2 separate regions of the Oryzias latipes genome follow, and region 1 is linked to region 2. The links are chromatin contacts, called in public Hi-C maps. All regions are on one chromosome and are shown on one strand. Each heading gives the region's core, a stretch centred on a gene start, on an enhancer-like site or on the middle of the called end of the contact. The rest is flanking DNA. Distances are from core to core; before and after follow the strand shown. Region 1 holds the start of LOC101157152 (membrane-associated guanylate kinase, WW and PDZ domain-containing protein 3). Region 2 has its middle 27 kb from the start of LOC101156913.

Region 1 (3,939 bases), core at 686-3,185, 74 kb before region 2:
AAAGATTTAAAACAATTTTAGAGTTAGTTAAAAAACTTTTTTTTTTTGCATTTTTGCTTGAAATTACATCCAAATAAAGTTGTCCTATTTAAACATTCAATTATTTGCTAAAAACTGGGTAAAAGGTTATTTAAATAAAATGAAGAATACTTTTTTAATCTATTTGGAGAATGTCCATTTCTGAAAGAAATGAGAAAAATGACTAGTAAATAATGGCAATGTCAGCAAAATATTTAATAGAAGATTATGCTATACAAAGCTAACAAGATACTCAATCTTAAGTTTTACAATTATGTGTGGCATTGATGCTTAATGCTGTAACTTGGGAGCTGTCTGTCACATAGGTGATTCAGCTATAAATAGGGTTTAGTGAGTAGCCACATTCTGATATACTACTATATTTCAGAATATAAGAAGGCCTCTATGAGAACAGGAGAAATGTCTTTTATTATCAAAGATAAACTAAGTCCAATCGACTACTTATTAGCTTCTACTTCAATGGAATCTACCTGGATGAGCGAGAATCTATGCAGAGAGGAGCATTCCTTCTGTATGAGTGCCATTGAATGCCAAATCTATGAATCCATACTATGACCTGCTTTGGTAAACATCTGCTGTCAGGCACATTGTGCTTAAAAAAACAAACAAACAAAAAAAAAATCTACTCAAACACCTGATTTAACTCATCCTCGAGCTTTGTATAGACTTTACAATTAATGACAGGCATTGAAGTCAGATGTGTTTATGCAGAGTAAAATGGATTCATGCAGAACATGATGAAAACATTATTGACAAATCATGCTTTCGCTTTCGTCCTCTCTCTTAATCATGGCCCCGGTTCAGAAGAAAAAAAAACACAAAATAAAACCGGAGTGCTATTATTCCTGCTTTAGTTCTTGTACACAAAGTCATGATCAGCTACGTACATTCAAGGACAATCAATGGAAGGGGATCAAAGAGGTTTATCCAAAAATATGTCTGTTCCGCAACGCGTTCAAAGACAACCAAGGCATAAACTAACAAGGGCCCACAGAAATGAATTCAGATTTCCAAAGAAACTCGAAGACAGATGGTGTTGGATCTTTATCATCACGACATGCTGCTAGATCCCCTACGATGTAGCATTCAAGCTAGCAACAAAGCACCAACGGAACACTCGTGCTGGAGAAAACAGAAAGCATTAAAAAAAACTAACAAATAATGAGGTATATGCAGAATCAAAAATGTGAATAAACAAATTATACCAGAGTTGGTCGAAACAAATACGGGCATAAACGGGTTCAGCTAGTGACTCTCTCTGTGTGCATGCTAAAATATTCTAACGTTTGACAGCGCTGGAAACAAATATCCAAATGGAACACGCGGAGAATTGTCCGGGTTGTTTTTAAAAAGGCAGTTCACGAGAATAAGAATGTTAGCAAAACATTTACTTACTGTAATTTCTTCGTTTTTTGAAAATGTATGACCTCTCAATATCACAGCACAGCCAGTTGAATTCGCGATGCTTTCAGGGTAACAAACAAATCGTTCAACTACATTTCTTCAGAGAGAGATGAGAACATGATATAAAACACATCTATTTGGAGTTTGGAGAATTTTGTCTAATTATTAAATTAACTTTATACTTTCAAAAGTTATTAATTCCCATGCAGTAGATTTACAAGGCTTTTCGTGATTTAAAATGTAGTCAGAAGCACGGCGGTTAGATTAGATAGTAAAAAAACAAAGCTATATCGGCGCACTTGAAAGCAGCATGCATGGTCACAAGTTAGGGGCGGGGTTTATGTCGTAGCATTTGAAATGCTAGAAATCCCTGGGCGTCAACGAAACACCGCTCGTGATTGGCTAAAACAGAAAAGACTTGAGTTTTATCATATTTTCCGTGTTCCACAAAACGCAAACGACAACCCAACCCAAAAGACTATTTACAAATATTCCGAATAATTTACTATCTACAATAATAGAAAACCTTTCTCTAAATATAGCCATTTTAAAATGTGTGCAAAAGTTGAAAGAAGTTCTGAGGTTTAGAACACACAATTCAAAAGAGGGCGCTCGCGCTCTAGTTTTCTCTCTAAAACATCCTTTACAAAAGATCAGTTTTATTATGGATTAAATTACAATAAAGCAGAGGAACATATACGTCAATTTAAATGCTTTTTTGTGTAAAACACAGAGATGTAGATGTAAAATACAAATCTAATCTAATAAAAACACCAAACATAAAGTTAAGGTGGAGCAGACATATGCAAAAACGTCATAATGCAAGATCCTAAAATCATCAGTGCGCAGCTGCAGAAGCTTACGCAAGGAGCTTATACCTGTTAAGATAATAATGGTCACCTGGGCCATAAATGAGCTGGCGCTAAAACCTTGAAGGCGGTCATAGATGCTTTAGTAGCAGTGAGTGCATGTCTGCGCTCTTCACCGACCAACAGGTAGGAGGACTGCCATTCTTGATTTGGGACTAAAACGTTTCACTTCAACAGCATATCGAGTGATAACTTCACAACATAGATAAAGTTTTTGGTTAGTTATTTGTGGGAAGTTTGTTTTTAATCGGGTGTTATTCCTGTTAACATGTGTGGTCGGTCGCTGTCCATGGTTCTGAAAAATAGAACTTGCTAGTTCCCAAAGTTGTCAAAGGAAGGATTATGTACTTTTTTGCACGTTTAATGCTAAATTGTAGTATAGGCAATTGGGCAATCTAATTTAAAAAAAGGATGATCTCATATTTAAAAGCTCCATTACTCATTACCGCATTTTCTTTTTACAGCGATATCCTTTTACGTTAACATGAGCCAGGATCATCACACACCACTGACTTTTATGCAGACACATGCAGCCTAGGATGAAGCACAGCCAAACAAAGGGTTTTAAAACAGACATTGGAGCCTGGATACTGTGTGGTCACAGCACAATACTAAATGCCATCTTTTAAAATGAGATTTGGTCAAACATCTGCAATGCTTTAACTATTTTTTTAAAAATAACTTTTGTGTTGGTTATCTCTAATACTCCAATTGTTTGCATCTTCCCATGTGGAGCAGCAGTATTTTATGATATTGGACCAGCAGGTGCATTTACAAGTCAAATTCCAAGTTTCTTGGATATCCAACTGCCTGGATGAGTGAAGAAAGGGTTTCCAAACACATACCATGGATACCTCATTTAATCCTCATGCCTGGAAGGAGTTGACAAATGGAGGGGGGCACCCCCATTTAAAAAATGGAGGACAGAATGGGGGCTCCCACAGCACAATGCGCTACATGGTGAAGAAACAGAATCGCCGCACACGCAGATCATCTTCACCTATGGGGCGGGTCATCCTCATCAATGCCCCTGCAGATGGTAAGTTTTGAATATTAGAGTAACTTATGTGTGAGTCAGAACAAAAAAACACACTTTAGTGAAAATGATTTGTTATATGATCAGTTTGGATAATTTGTGTAACATAGGCATTATGTCGTGTTTCCAACTCATTAGAGCGTAATTTCTGTTGCTATTAGGAAAAATGGCTGATAATAATGTTTTAAGGTAGCAGGGTTTTTAATGTTTAACTAAATTTACAGAATTCTGCCCTGTGTTTACCCTTTCTACAGCAAATTTTGATGTATTTCAAACAATGAGCTGAGATCATGGTAAACCACTAAACAAAAACAATGTCAGCTTCCTGACTGAGATATGTTTAACACTCAATAATGATGACATTGAAGTAGTAGATTAGATTAATTAATAATTTTCAGCAACGCAAAGTTTTCTTTAGACACCCGTTCTCTTGACCTTTTGAGACTCTGAGTTCCTCTTTTGATGGACATTCATTCATGTGGCCTTATAATTTTCAAGGTCAAACTGTCAAACCACAGCAGATCAGCTTATCTTTTCAAATATCTTTTCAAACTCCATCAGGTTGTGTAGTGCATAAGTTTGTGTGATTGC
Region 2 (3,945 bases), core at 814-3,313:
TGGAGCAAAATATCGAAAGAGGAAAAACAAAAACACCAAATAGCAGCTAAACATTGTCCACTGCAAAAACAGACCACCTAGATAAGTAAAAAATCCTGAAATTTGACAATTTTTCTTAAAGAAGCAAAGGAAAAACTTTGCCAAGGGCTTCGAAAAATGGTTTGATGAATAATTTTTATTTTAAGATTTTTTTCCCCCTAAACTAAGTATATGTTGAAATTTAAAACCTTTTTTGCTATTCTTGAATAATGTTTATAATGTTTTACAGCATTTATTAAGGGTTAGATCACCCTAAAACAGTTAGTAAAACCTTGCTTACCTTCTGCTTCTTATAATTCAGAACAAGCAACAATAGTAAATGATTACGTCACACATTTTTAAGGCTTTACATATATATTAAATAACAACTTGTTGATGCACACATAATGCTAAGCAATTGCATATGGAAACTTTTATTAATGCTTTATAATGCATTAGGTATGGTCAAATAAAGATTAGTTAACTGCTAACTAATGAATTAAATAATAAACAGTAATGACACTTTATTTATTAGTTTATTTAATGACTATTTATGCATTAACTAACATTAATAAAGAACCCCTATTATAAAGTATTACCAAGTTTATTTTTCTTGCAAGAAAAAAAAAACAAGATATTATTCCTTTACTTTATTAAGATTTAGTTTTTGCAGTCTAAACCTAAGTGGCTCTTTTCTTCAGTACTTCCCTAAACTGTATCTTTATTTTCTGAGATGTGTGATAATAGTTAAAACACCCCTTTAGTTTGTAGTTTATAAGTATGTTTTAAATTTGAGTGAAGTGTACCTCCACCAGTTTTAGGACTCCCTCTGGGGAGTTTTTTGTTTGTTTGTTTTTTTGTCTACTTTTCCTGAAAGGAGAGGTCAAAGTCAGAAACGAAGCATCGCCTGTGGGACTGGCAGGAGTTTAGCCTCATGCTCGTTTAATGACACAGTCATCTCAGAGGACGCAGGCTGACGTAAAGAAGTGATACCAGGCTGGCAGGGTCAAGGTCACAATTTCAACCTTCAGCCTCATCAGATTCTGCCTCATGGAATTACATTTGTATGGCAGAGCAGGATGATTTTAAACAGCTAAAAAAGGGATGTCAAACTCCCGGCATCAAAGGCTGGTGTCCTGCTGTTTTGTCAGACATCCCTGCTGCTGATTATGCGATTGGAAGCTGCAGTTAGTCTAAATGCGAGGAGGAATTACATTTTGACGAACTGACTTGTCTATTGAGGTGTCCTTTTGATAAAACTCTGATTTAAATACCAGAAAAAATATAATTCAACCATGTATTTTATATGATCATACAGACATAAAAAAGCATCAGAAGCCATAGTTAAAAAAACAACACTATATTACTACAGATTCCAAAATATTCATAGCCAGTTTAAATTGTTGTGTTAGGAAGGTACACAATCCATAATTCAATTGTTTGTGCTGAGTTTAATAGCTGGAATTGACTGAGGTGAATTTTCATGAGCAGAACATCTATGACCTCTAGTGGTAAAGGAAACAAAAAGTGCAAAAAATAACCACTAGGTGCCACTGTGTAAGAGAAAATGACCCATTACAGGGTGTGGGGTGTGTAACTCATGGCTCTGGGGAGTACATAAATCTCACTGACACTAAAACACAAATCTGGAATGTTAAACGGAAATAAACATTTAATTATTTTATGTTTGTCCAGTTCTAAGATAATATATGTAAAGTGTATTGTGTGTGGTTAGTTCAAAGGCCATAAAATCTTTTTTATTTTTTTTCCGTGTCAACATGTTTATCTGATTAGCTGGTCTGGAACGACCTTGTTGAAATCTGAATGTCTACACAACAGTAGTGTTTGTCTAATTCAGAAGAGAAACACCCTCGCTCATGAAATTCAGGCTTAGGAATATTGCTTCGCTGAAACCTAAGCTGCTCATCTTTTGTGAAACCGTGATTTCAAAAGAAACTGCAACGCTCGCGCACGAGTGTGTTTATGTGGGTGAGAATGCAGAGCGGATGTTGAGCCAATCTTCACAATGACGTGTCTGTGCAGCAGTCTCAAGGTGTGTCTGTCCTGCTCTTTGACCTCAGCTTAGGTTTCCCTCCACCTATTACTTTGTGTGTGAATCAACCACCAAACGCCTTGTTTTATTAAATGAGTAAACCGCCTAATTTCAATGACAAAAACCTGAAAAGTAAAAGGAAACTGAGTTGTAATCCTTTAATGAAACAAACACACTGACAGTCGGCAAATGGTGTAAATGCAGACCGCTGATAAAGGGATTGATTGATAAGTGAGGATTGAGATTTGACAGTGATGTGGGTCCTGTCAGTCCTTTCGGGTGTCAAACCAGTCTTGGAGGAGGAGGCAGCGGAGCTGATTGTTGTGAAACAGCAACAGTATCTGTTTGCTTTGGAGGCAAATGGGTGGCGTGACGCTCCTTCCTTTGTCAGCAAAAAGAGACAGGCTTTTGTAGTAATAATGAATTATTGTTGTGAGGCTAAATCTGTTAACTGTACGCTACAATGGTGACATCAGTGCTTCCATCACAACTACAGAATAAACAGACTCAGCATTTATTTTTAAGGGTTTATATGTAAAAAGAGGCTGACAGTGCAGTCCTGTTTGTCTCTTGCAACTGCACTTTGGATTTTAAAAAGACTGTATATCCTCTTTTAACAACAGACAACTTCTGTCTTTCTTTTGTTTCTTACACCCTGATGTAAAACATATCAGATGAGGAACCTTTGGACAGGGAGGGTCGATGAGAACAAAAGACAAGACTTAAAAGAGCTTTCAGAAACCACAGATGAAAAGAAATCTGATCTAGAATAGAGAGGGTTTTTTAATGTTCTGCTCAGATGGCAAATCTGTTTATTTGAGGTTAAAGCTCTTCTATTGTGTTTCTATTGTTTCTGTGTGAAACAATCCTGCTGTGGTTTTAATTGAACTTTCAACCAGTCATAGGAGCAAGAGAACTGAGCTCACACGGAAAACTCACTGAGAATTATTAACCACTCCAATAGGAATCCTATATTAGCCCACTCTAAAGGTTACCTTGATTTACGGTTGATTTACAACAGGTCTAAATACATTTGGAGACTTCTACCGTTAAGAGCTCCTTCACGTCACTTTCCAGAGATGGTTTGTCACATTTTGGAACAATACTCTGGAATAAAAATCAAACATTTCTTGGAGTCATTTCCCTTGAGATGTGTGTCTTATGTAAGAGAAAAATTGATGACTTCATCTTGACCCAACCTACATGTTTCTTAGAAATGGAAAGCTTAAAGCACAAATAAAATGGATTTCCTCAACAAGAAAATCTAAACTCTATCTCAGAATTTCAATGACATTTGCTAAAGTTTAACTTTCATGACAAACCTTTCAAACCCATCGCATCTTTTAGCAAATGTTTTTGATTTGTGAACATGTTTTTGCTTTTAAAATAAAAAAACAGGCAAATGTTAACTGCAGATCACAGGTAATCTGTGTCTACAAAGTCAAAACTTTGTTGAATTATTACTAGATAAAATGAACCAAAAAAAACCTTTAGAAATACTGCCTTTATAAAAACACATTTATCCAAAATACCAGAGAAAATGCAGCATCAGTAGAACCTTCACCCACATGTGATGCCGCCTGCTGCCACCATGTACCGTCACATATTTCTGCTCCTGCAGAGATTCCAGCCATGATTTTCTCATTCATACTCCCGTTTACTGCTTTGTTTCTGATATCTAGCATCTTTTCCATGTTCTTATTTCTTATGCTCAAACAAAGTAGCAAAAGGAAATTATTAGAATGTTGCTGCTCATATGAAAACATTTCCTGAATGTGGAAATATCAATACTCCCCTTTTTTCCATCACATCGATACAAAATATCTTCCTATGAATTTATGTTTGCTACAAATCTCTGACGTGGATACTTCTCA

What was found. A called contact is a pair of places that touch in the nucleus more often than the background predicts.
Region 1: a contact with region 2 is called in a Hi-C map of embryo, with 1.8 times the contacts expected there. The contact joins the promoter of LOC101157152 here to the enhancer-like site in region 2. A contact is called at or near these places in 4 of 5 Hi-C or Micro-C datasets (embryo, fibroblasts and gastrula embryo).

Annotation. Positions count from the first base shown.
Region 1 is chr15:22,120,691-22,124,629 of ASM223467v1, reverse strand. It overlaps LOC101157152 (membrane-associated guanylate kinase, WW and PDZ domain-containing protein 3), which reads left to right and starts at 1,935. Exons shown (of 15, transcript XM_020709574.1): 1 at 1,935-3,351. The coding sequence starts at 3,159. It overlaps LOC101157390 (sideroflexin-1), which reads right to left and starts at 1,558. Exons shown (of 11, transcript XM_011484450.3): 1 at 1,435-1,558.
Region 2 is chr15:22,046,814-22,050,758 of ASM223467v1, reverse strand. No RefSeq gene overlaps it. Among protein-coding and RNA genes, the nearest start is that of LOC101156913, 27 kb to the right of the region's middle. Within about 2 kb of position 2,063, at least 3 of the 8 cell types and tissues checked have an H3K27ac peak or open chromatin away from gene starts, as enhancers often do. A contact at or near this core is called in embryo, where this site is marked.